2 separate regions of the Mus musculus genome follow, and region 2 is linked to region 1. Evidence: chromatin contacts called from public HiChIP or PLAC-seq data. All regions are on one chromosome and are shown on one strand. The core of a region is the stretch at or near the end of the contact, and the rest is flanking DNA. Distances in the headings are between cores, read along the strand shown.

Region 1 (4,423 bases), core at 1,366-3,865:
CCCTGCACTGTCTCCTGTGCCTGCCAGAGCCAGGCATCCCTTCCTTAGACGGTTGTGGCCAATACGCCCACACTGCCCAAGGCCGGGAATGCTCCAATATTCAGTGTCCTGGTTCTAGGTCATCAGAGGAACTGGAATCAGAGGTTCCAAGTCCCCAAAGATGGCACCTTTCCTCACCGGGAATGTCCTGAGTACAGTCCCAGACACAGAAGCTGAGCAGTGTCCCACCAGACCCTCACCTGAGCCCCTTCCTTCTCTGAGGTTCCAGAGTCACAAGTGAACAGACCCGCTCTGAGAGGAAGTTGTAAGATTTGAGGCTCCCTCAAAGCTTCCAGCAAATTCACCTTTGGACAGAACAGTCCCTAACAAGATGGTTCCACTTCCACCCAAGGTTCCCAGAGAAGCAAACTTACGTCTTACTGCATACTGCATGAAGATGCCCGAGGGTCTCCAGCCCCTAGCCAGTCCTGTGGCAGAGGCTCATATCTCATGCCTTTGTATTTTAAATTTTAAAAGATGCAGAGGCGGGGGATGACAGTGGACCTCTAGGGTTGTCCCCTCTTGCCTGATCTCAGGTCTAACAGCCTCTACACTCAAATGTCAAACTGTGGGATTGTCCTATAGTTTCTTTTCTTTTTCTCCTGGGCCTCTGGCAAGCCAGACAGGTACTCCACTTGAGCTATATGCCTGGTCTGGCGTGCTTTCTGGGTCTTCAATTTTGAGAAAGGTTTCTGAGTAGCCTGTTCTGGAAATACTGCTGTCAAGTGTAGCATCACACGAGGTCTCTGATGCTGCCAAATGAGGCTGTAGTCCAGATACAACACAGCACCTGCTCAGCTTCTCAGGTGGAGGCCACACCAAGGATGCACCTGTCCTGACTGGACCACGTTTAGTCAGAGTGCAGACCACTGAAAACTTTCAATCCAGTACTGACAGCTGGAACAGAACTCCCAGACCCAGTGAAGAGAGAACAGGAGACAAGACACTTTCATGCAAATTTGACCTTTAAGGCTGTGCGGTATAAACATCCTGTTGTCAGACAACCCTAACAATCTCCTGAGAAAGAGCAGACAATTACCTAACTCAGCCTCACAGGGAAGGGTGGGACTGACTTGCAAATATTGTGGCTTCTCCAAAGGAGCCCACAGAATCTCCAGCCACGTGATCAGACCAGACATTTTCAGTAACTCAGTGACCCTATTAACACTTTTGTCAAACTGACAGCCAGGAATCTCAGCCCTGCCTTCTTACAGCCTCTGATTCAAGGCTGGCCTCCTCACTCCCAGGCAGTCTGGGAAGCCCACCAGGGGCTTCTCAGTGACACGCTTGTGCTGGTGGGGCTGACTCAGAGCCTGCAGAGGGCTGTGAGAGAGGGCACAGGAGGGCAGCTAGGCTTGTTAACATCTGACTTCACACCTCAACAGTCTGGCCACACAACTACTTGGGGGCAATGTTGAGGCCCAGACAGTCATCCAGAAATGGAAGCGCCGGCAGTCAGGCTCCGTTAAGTGGGGCTAGTGATTTTAGTATGTTGTAGACCCAGGCCAAGCATTCACACCCCTCACCTTGTTCAAGACCCATAGCTCTTCTGCAGGGAGCCACTTCCGTGGTCATTTTGTGGAGCACCAACATACTCGGTAACCTGCTCGGGGCCACACTAGTTAAGGGTTCATGAGCAAAAGCTGCACCAGCAGACAAAGGCTGGAGGCAGGACCAGTTGGCTCTGCAGTCTGACCCTGCAGGCCAGTGTGACTCCTGGGACAGGCACCCCTGCGTTGAGGCCCCCCGTGTGAGGGAGGCTGAGGAGCTGTCCTCAGAGCAGCATTCGCAGGCTGAACCCGACCTCTCGGTCCCGAAGGCCCTGCTCCAGCCGCTTGCCAACCCTCCTCTGAGTCTCTCACCACAGCACCAAGGCCAGGCCTTTGCCCGAGTTCTCCTTCCAGTGGACACACTTTTGACTAAGTCCCAGCCTAAGCAACAGTAACCCAAGAAATCAGAGATTTAATGTGCTAATTACACACCGTCACATTTGTTAGTGTATAATTACTAAACAAAATAACATTCAACTATGAATCACTTCAAAATCTTCTCTGGTGTTGCCAACTGTGGTGCATGCTGACCACATCTGGAGGCCCTGTGGCCATCCCACAGGACAGAGGAGAGGGTACCACAAATCATCCTCACTTTGGTTAATTACTCAGCCAAGTGTGCAGTTCGGGTTTCCAGCCGTCCACTCAACAAGGAAAAAGAACGTGACTTTAATGCCCATGGTTATGTTCTTTTTTTCTACTGGGAAAACAGACTGATTGACAGACAGACAGACAGACAGACCAATTGACCAAGCAAGTGACCCTTTCCTCCCAGCCTTTGCTGACCCTTGCCAGCTATGGTGGCTTGAGTAAGAATGGCCAACACAGGCTCATGTGTTTGCATGCTTAGTCCCTAGCTGATTAGGGCTGTGTCCTTTCTGCAGTGGGTGTGTCCATGTTGGAGGAACTGTGTCACTTGGGAGTAGGCTCTGAGGTTTCAAAAGCCCACGCTAGGCCCAGTCTCACTGTGCCTGTGAACCAGGAAGTAGAGCTCTGAGCAACCGCTCCAGTCCCATGATGATAGTGGGCTAACTCTCTGAAACTGTGAGCCAGCCCTCATTACATGCTTTCCTGTGTAAGAGTTGTGGTGGTGGCCGTGGTGTCTCTTCACAGCAACAGAATACGAAGACAGCAGCGTTGGAAGTAAGATGAAGGACTAAAGATCCCAGTGTTAGACTCTCTCTGTGGGTCCCAGGCCCCAGGTTCTATAAAGCTTCACTTCTGAATGTACACCGTATGATTGCAGCTCAGATAAGAACATTTCTGTATGGATGTTAACAATAGGCAAATTCATTCTCTTACTTTAGGAACATTCTAAAGGGATAGTGTGTGTGTGTGTGTGTGTGTGTGTGTGTGTGTGTGTGGTGTGTGTGTGTGTGTGTGTGTGTATCTCCCATCTTACAGACAATGGACTCACAGTTGCATCCCCACACCTCCAATGCCATAAAACAAGAACAAAACAACCAACAACCAAACAAAATCCAACCAAACTCCACTCAAATGTGAATCAGTTCTGTACTCTGTCCAGTTCCTCCGTTAGGACACTGCTGCTGAGCTCAGCATGGTGGAGCACGCCTGCAGTCTCAGTACTCAGCGTGAGGACAGGAGGGCAGGGTCATCTTGGACATTTCCAAGACCAGCCCAGACCACTTGAGACTGCCACTCATCGATAGCTTTGTGCAGATGTTCTGATCGCTTCTGCCATATCAAATTCTCTTATGGAAGTAGCAAGAAAGTAACAAAATGTCCCACGCCTTGGTAAATGTGAGCTTTTTATACACATCAAGGCATTAATAGCAACGTAGCAAAGACAGCATTTCACTTGTGGTAAAACAAGTAAAACTAACAAATGAATAAAGGGAAACCAGTGCACATCTTCCCCACAGCTCAAGGGGCGATTCTCCCCAGGCTGTGAACATCCCTGGGAGAGTTCTCACCCTGTGCCACACGGCACCATCACCCCCGTGCCACACAGCTACTCCCCTGGCACCACTGCCATTTGCTGCTCACTTGAAACTGTTAACAGTACAAATGTGCTCAGAAATGTCTGACAAGTGAACACTCAAAGGAAAGCCCCGACAGACATACAACCAACCCCTTATCACCCACCCACCCACACTTCTCTGCCAGGCCCCCAACCATGTCCACCCTACAGAGGCCGCCCTGTAAGAATTCTCACCCTTGACTGGGCAGGCACTACAGCCTCAGGAAGGAGGGACAAACTGTAACTACGAAAGCCCAACTCAGCTTTTGGACAGCCTACTTGAAAACAACACACAAGGTTTTAAAGTTTCCACTCCTCATCTCCTTCCCAGTGCTGGCAGCAGGAGCTAATGGTTGCCTCTACCATTGATGGCCACCAAAGAACAGGCCACCTCAACTGGGCCATGAGATGAAGCTCAGTCAGATTTAGCTGAATGGCCCTTCATAATGTCCAGCTGTGCAACGTGACAGGCTGGAGAGAGCCTTTCTGAGAGGAGGTAAGCAACTGTTTGGGGTCTTGACTTATTGCTAAGCCAAACTTTGTGGCTTTCCCAGAGTAGAGCATGTGTCCTGCTCAGCATCTTCTAGTAATGATGATCTTCATCAATAGACACAACATCTGCATATGTGAGCAGAGTGCTCCCAGGTCCTCATCAATAGACACAATGTCTGCATATGTGAGCAGAGTGCTCCCAGGTCCTCATCAAAACACACAATGTCTGCATATGTGAGCAGAGTGCTCCCAGGTCCTCATCAATTCACACAATGTCTGCATATGTGAGCAGAGTGCTCCCAGGTCCTCACCAATCATCACAATGTCTTCCCAAGTGAGCAGAGTGCTCCCAGGTCCC
Region 2 (4,454 bases), core at 473-2,972, 930 kb before region 1:
CCCTGCTTCCCCTTCTAGTCCTCCCCAGGTCTGGACCTGCTGCTGGCATCCAGCCCTGATACACACAGTGGTGTCAGGCATCCACCCCTGACCCCTGCTCCTAGAAGGAAGTAAGAATTCCCGGGGAATCTATCCCTGGGCTCCCAGCAGACTCAGACATGGCTTTGTCCACCAACCCCCTCCCCCAACACAGGGGAGGGAGGGGCCTGGGAGAGCAGGGAGAGATGCTTTGCCCACCTCCCTCACACTGCAGCATTTTAGAACCCTGGTCTTATACACTTGAGGAGGGAAACTTCACAGGGCTTTTGGGACCCCAGACCACATGCAATTACTTATCCCCACATAAGCTAGTGTCAGGGTCAAGCCCAAAGCTACAGTGGCAGTCTGCTGGGGAACAGTAGAGTAAGAAAGCCATCACAGCCCCGTGCCATCAACTCTGTAAATCCTGGTTTGGCTCACATATTCCCTGGGAATTGGAGCCAACAATGAAAACAGGTCTCCAGCCTTTGCCTACAGGCTATAGACAAATTTCAAGTTGTCTAGGGAAGCAGGTGCACTGTCTCCTGGAAATGTACCCGAGGCATGGTTACCTTTCCACCTGTACACCACCACCACACAGTGACCTGGCAAATTTTATTGCTTGAGAGTCCCTCCTACATGAAACTAGAATACTGCAAGCTGCAGAACCGGTGCTCACGAGGGCTCAGGTGCCTAGCAAGAGGCTGAGGGCTGTCTACCCCTTCTGGGCAAGACCAACGTGGTGTCTGAGGCTAGGGACCCAGGGTGTGGGGTCTGCCTTTGCTTTGTTGTTGCTTTTAAAATGTATTTAGTTTTCCTTTATGCACACGTGTCTTGCCTGCCTGCATGTCTGTGTTCAGCACAAGCTCACACTCACAGAGGCCAGAGAGGGCGTTTGGTCCTCTGGAACTGGAGTTGAGGACGGTTGTTTATCGCCCTGTGGGTGCTGGGAGCACAACCTTTGAAGGGAGAGCCAAGGCTCCTGTTTTGATCTGCTGAGGCAGGCAGGGGCTTTTCCAGCTCAGGACTGGCTCGGTCCTCCCATACATTCAATCCAGCATCACCTCTCCCAACCAGCTTAGCTTGCCCAACCTTGTACACTATTTTAATTCACATTTATTTTTAGAATCCTCAGCTTCGCACTACAGTGTGGATGTGCTGAGCAGTTAGAAAGGGAAGCCTTCCCTGGCCTGAAGTCCTGAAAGGAGACTCCGCAGCCCCAAAAGACTCCCCCACAAATGCCCGGAATGCCTCATCTCCTGGCTCCTCTGGCTGAGCAGCCAGGCAGCTGAGACCAAAAATTCCATGTCCCCAGGCTTCAGTGCTGGGGGTAGGGCCAGAGTGACTCACTGGGCTCCCAACTTGGGGTCAGTCATGGAGAGGGTGACAGATCCTCGGCCAACGAGGCTCCTGCTCGCCCTTCAGCCCTAGATGCAGGTGATTAGCACGTCCACAGAGGTGGGCACTTCGATCTCCTCGAAGAGCACGTGGTGTGAGGGGAGCCTGGTCTCGTGGGCAGCCCTCAGCAAGTCTTGGGTGTGTTGCAAGAGATTCTGGTTCCGGCGGCGGCCGAGTCTGCGTAGTGCCAGAATGGCCAGAATGTGGTCTCGCCTGTAGAGACATAGGTTCCCCACTGCAGAGCGGTGCCCCCTGGTACCCTTCAGCTCTTGCCCCGCCCCCACCCCCGGGAGGGCAGGAACCCAGGCTTGGGAGGAAGTATGATTCAGCATTCCTGGAGCTGGATTAGGGAGGCTGAAAGGCTGGGACTATCCCAGGCTGCGAGGGGATGGGGCTCTAAAAGGAGGCAAGGAGGCGGGAGTGTGGGCCTGGAGGTGCACAGTAACTGGACCTAGAACACACAGACATGAGACAGGGGAGGGGGCATGCGCACAGCGGAAAGAAGCTCTGTGCAGAGGCAACGCAAGAACTCTGATCTAGGGAAGGCTCCAGAAACTGGCAGAATGCTAGGGAGGTAGAGGCCAGGCCAGGCCAGGCCAGGCGGCAGGTTGGGGAATGTCCTCACAGTGTGCAAGACAGAGCGTGGTGGGGGTGTAGGGTGACAGGTGAAGTGGTGGAGGGGTGGACGTGGGTGGAATAGGTACAAAGGGGCACCCTGAGTCACTGCGTCCCCACTGCTTCCCCGCAGCCATCCAAGACCACTTTTGGAGCCAGGGAGGAAGGGCCAAACACCAGTTGGGGAACCCCCGAGGAGCGGTAGGGAAACTGAAAACTTAGAAGGAACTAACGGGGTCGGGTCGTTGTTGTCCGTATTCAAAATCTACCAGAACAAACAAGCTGCGAGCAGCAAGGAGCCAGAGAAGGGGCTGGACCAGGGGCTTTCAGTGATCTTTCCATCCCGGAATCTCCGAGAGCACTGGAGAGAGCCAAGCCGGGATTTCCAAGGGCTCTGATGATTCACTGCCCCACACGAGCCTCCTCATGGCTGCCGAGGCCTCAGAGAGCTTCCAGAGAGGGTTTGAGCCCGAGAGTGGAGCCACGCCGTCCACAGATGGTGGAGAACACGAGGGAGGGGATGGTCCTCTTGCCTGCGGTCCCTGTGCGCCTTCCTCGCGGGCATGCGCACACGGGTCCGTCGCGGTTCGCTTCCCGACTAAGCCACAGTTCTCTCGGCCCTGACAAGCTCGCTCTTCCCTCCGTTCCACGCCTGCACTCACTTTGCTAAAGGCGCGAGTGCCAGGTTCCAGTGACCCCTGACTCTAGGAGGGAAGGAGGATCTGCTAACCTGATGTCCGGGTAGCTCCGTATAAGTGTTTCCAGGTGCCGCCGGATGTCGTCTTTGTATGTCTCGCCCAGGATCTCAGCCACAGACAGGATGGCTTGGTCCAGCCACTTGGCTTCAGAGCCCTAAGGAAACAGGGAGATATGTGCGTGGTTCATCTCCCCCAAGGAGTCTCTGCCTACAAACCTCTCCTGTAGTGCCCAGAAACACCCTTCCCGTGTGTCTGCCGCGGGTGGCTTGCCCATAAGAAGATTCCACGGAGTCAGGGAATAAGATTCCACAGACCACATCTGCGGTGACTCTGGAGAGTTTTCTTCCTGTCTGCACAGACGGGAAATCCGAGCCCTGACCAGGAAAGTGCTGATTGGAACCTGTCACCAGTAGGAGGCCAGCAGCCCAGATAAGGGGTTTGGGCTCAAAGTGCTCCCGAGAGGGGAAAGATCTCCCACAGACCTTGCCCATCATAACCTTCATTCCTTCTTTGCCTTCACCCACAAATGTATGCAAATACAATGTAAAGTGAAACCCCCTCCTGTGCCCGCCCCTTTAGAGTCTAGCCCCACTGCCATTTTCCCTGTGGAGTCTGAAGAACCGCCTAGTGGAAGCTCTTTTCTCCTGCTTCACCCGCCGTGAGGGCTCTTTACAGGATGAAAACAACAGAATAGGGGGTTCCTGGCTGGGTTTGCTGGCCAGAGACTGAGCCCGATTGACAGTCAGACGCTGCTCCTACCAAGCCCTGGAAGGTGTTGCTAATGGCCTGGGCATCCAGGTTCATCTTATTAGAGCCCTTCAGTCGATCCTGGCCACTGAACCTCTCGTGGGGCCTCAGCACCTGCCCCAGGTATTCGCGGACCACAAAACGGTGCACCTCCTGCAGTGTCTCCTGGGAGAGGGAGATGGTAGTGGTCAGGATCAAAGCCATGGGCTCTGCACACCCATGCCAGCCACCCACTTCCTGGTACCTGTGCCAGTGGTGGGGTCACATGCTCAAGATGATGTGCAAAGTCCACCACTTTGTCCATGAGGGGACGAAGTGTGTCCTGTGTGAGCCAGCTCTTGGTATATAGCACCTTAAATAGAGGCTGGGGACAGAAGGGCATGGGAAGTGAGCTCTGTTCACCGTTTCTAACCCCCTTCCGTGCTGGGCTCCCTGGTGCAGCCCTCTTTTCTAGGCACAGGTTTTATCACTAGGTCCTTCCCATAATGCTTCCTCCAATGGGTATGGAAAAGTCTAAGAGTCTTGTCAGGCCCTGCTTAGGGTGTGTGCTGGGTGCACCTTGAGTGTCTGTCTGGTCAAGGAGCTTTAAGGCCTTATTTCTTGGCCCACCACCCCACTGAACAGAAGGAGCAGCAGTGGGTTGGTGAGTGCTTCCCACCCACCCTTGCTCTGGGAGAACTCACAGAGGGCAAAAGAATGGTGTGACCTAGGCCTGGACTTTAGAGCACAGATGGGTACCGGGGTTGCGGGGGGCAGGGAGGGGGGCGCACAGAAGTGTCCAGTTCACCTGCATGTCTTGCTGTACAATCTGGAGCAAATGTTTCTGGAAGCTATTGGTGGCAGCCACTAGGGGTTTCTCCAGTTCCTTTATGGTTCCTGGGAACCTGGCCAGAAGACTGGTTCTGGGGAGGAGCCAAGACACGGAGTGAGCTGGAAACAGAAAAACAGGCAGAGGAGCAAGACCCCTCCCCCGGGGCA

What was found. HiChIP or PLAC-seq counts read pairs in DNA pulled down with a chosen protein or histone mark.
Region 2: an H3K4me3 HiChIP or PLAC-seq map of bone marrow-derived macrophages shows a contact between it and region 1, with 5 times the contacts expected there. The contact joins two enhancer-like sites.

What each region holds. Positions count from the first base shown.
Region 1 is chr12:110,501,708-110,506,130 of GRCm38.p6, reverse strand. All of the region lies in intron 3 of Ppp2r5c (protein phosphatase 2, regulatory subunit B', gamma), which reads right to left. Among named protein-coding and RNA genes, the nearest start is that of Gm19605, 18 kb to the right of the region's middle. Within about 2 kb of position 2,615, at least 182 of the 459 cell types and tissues checked have an H3K27ac peak or open chromatin away from gene starts, as enhancers often do. A contact at or near this core is called in bone marrow-derived macrophages, where this site is marked.
Region 2 is chr12:111,427,844-111,432,297 of GRCm38.p6, reverse strand. It overlaps Exoc3l4 (exocyst complex component 3-like 4), which reads right to left. Exons shown (of 14, transcript NM_001289487.1): 10 at 4,264-4,378; 11 at 3,721-3,840; 12 at 3,489-3,641; 13 at 2,762-2,883; 14 at 618-1,629. The coding sequence ends at 1,446. Among named protein-coding and RNA genes, the nearest start is that of Tnfaip2, 13 kb to the left of the region's middle. Within about 2 kb of position 1,722, at least 206 of the 459 cell types and tissues checked have an H3K27ac peak or open chromatin away from gene starts, as enhancers often do. A contact at or near this core is called in bone marrow-derived macrophages, where this site is marked.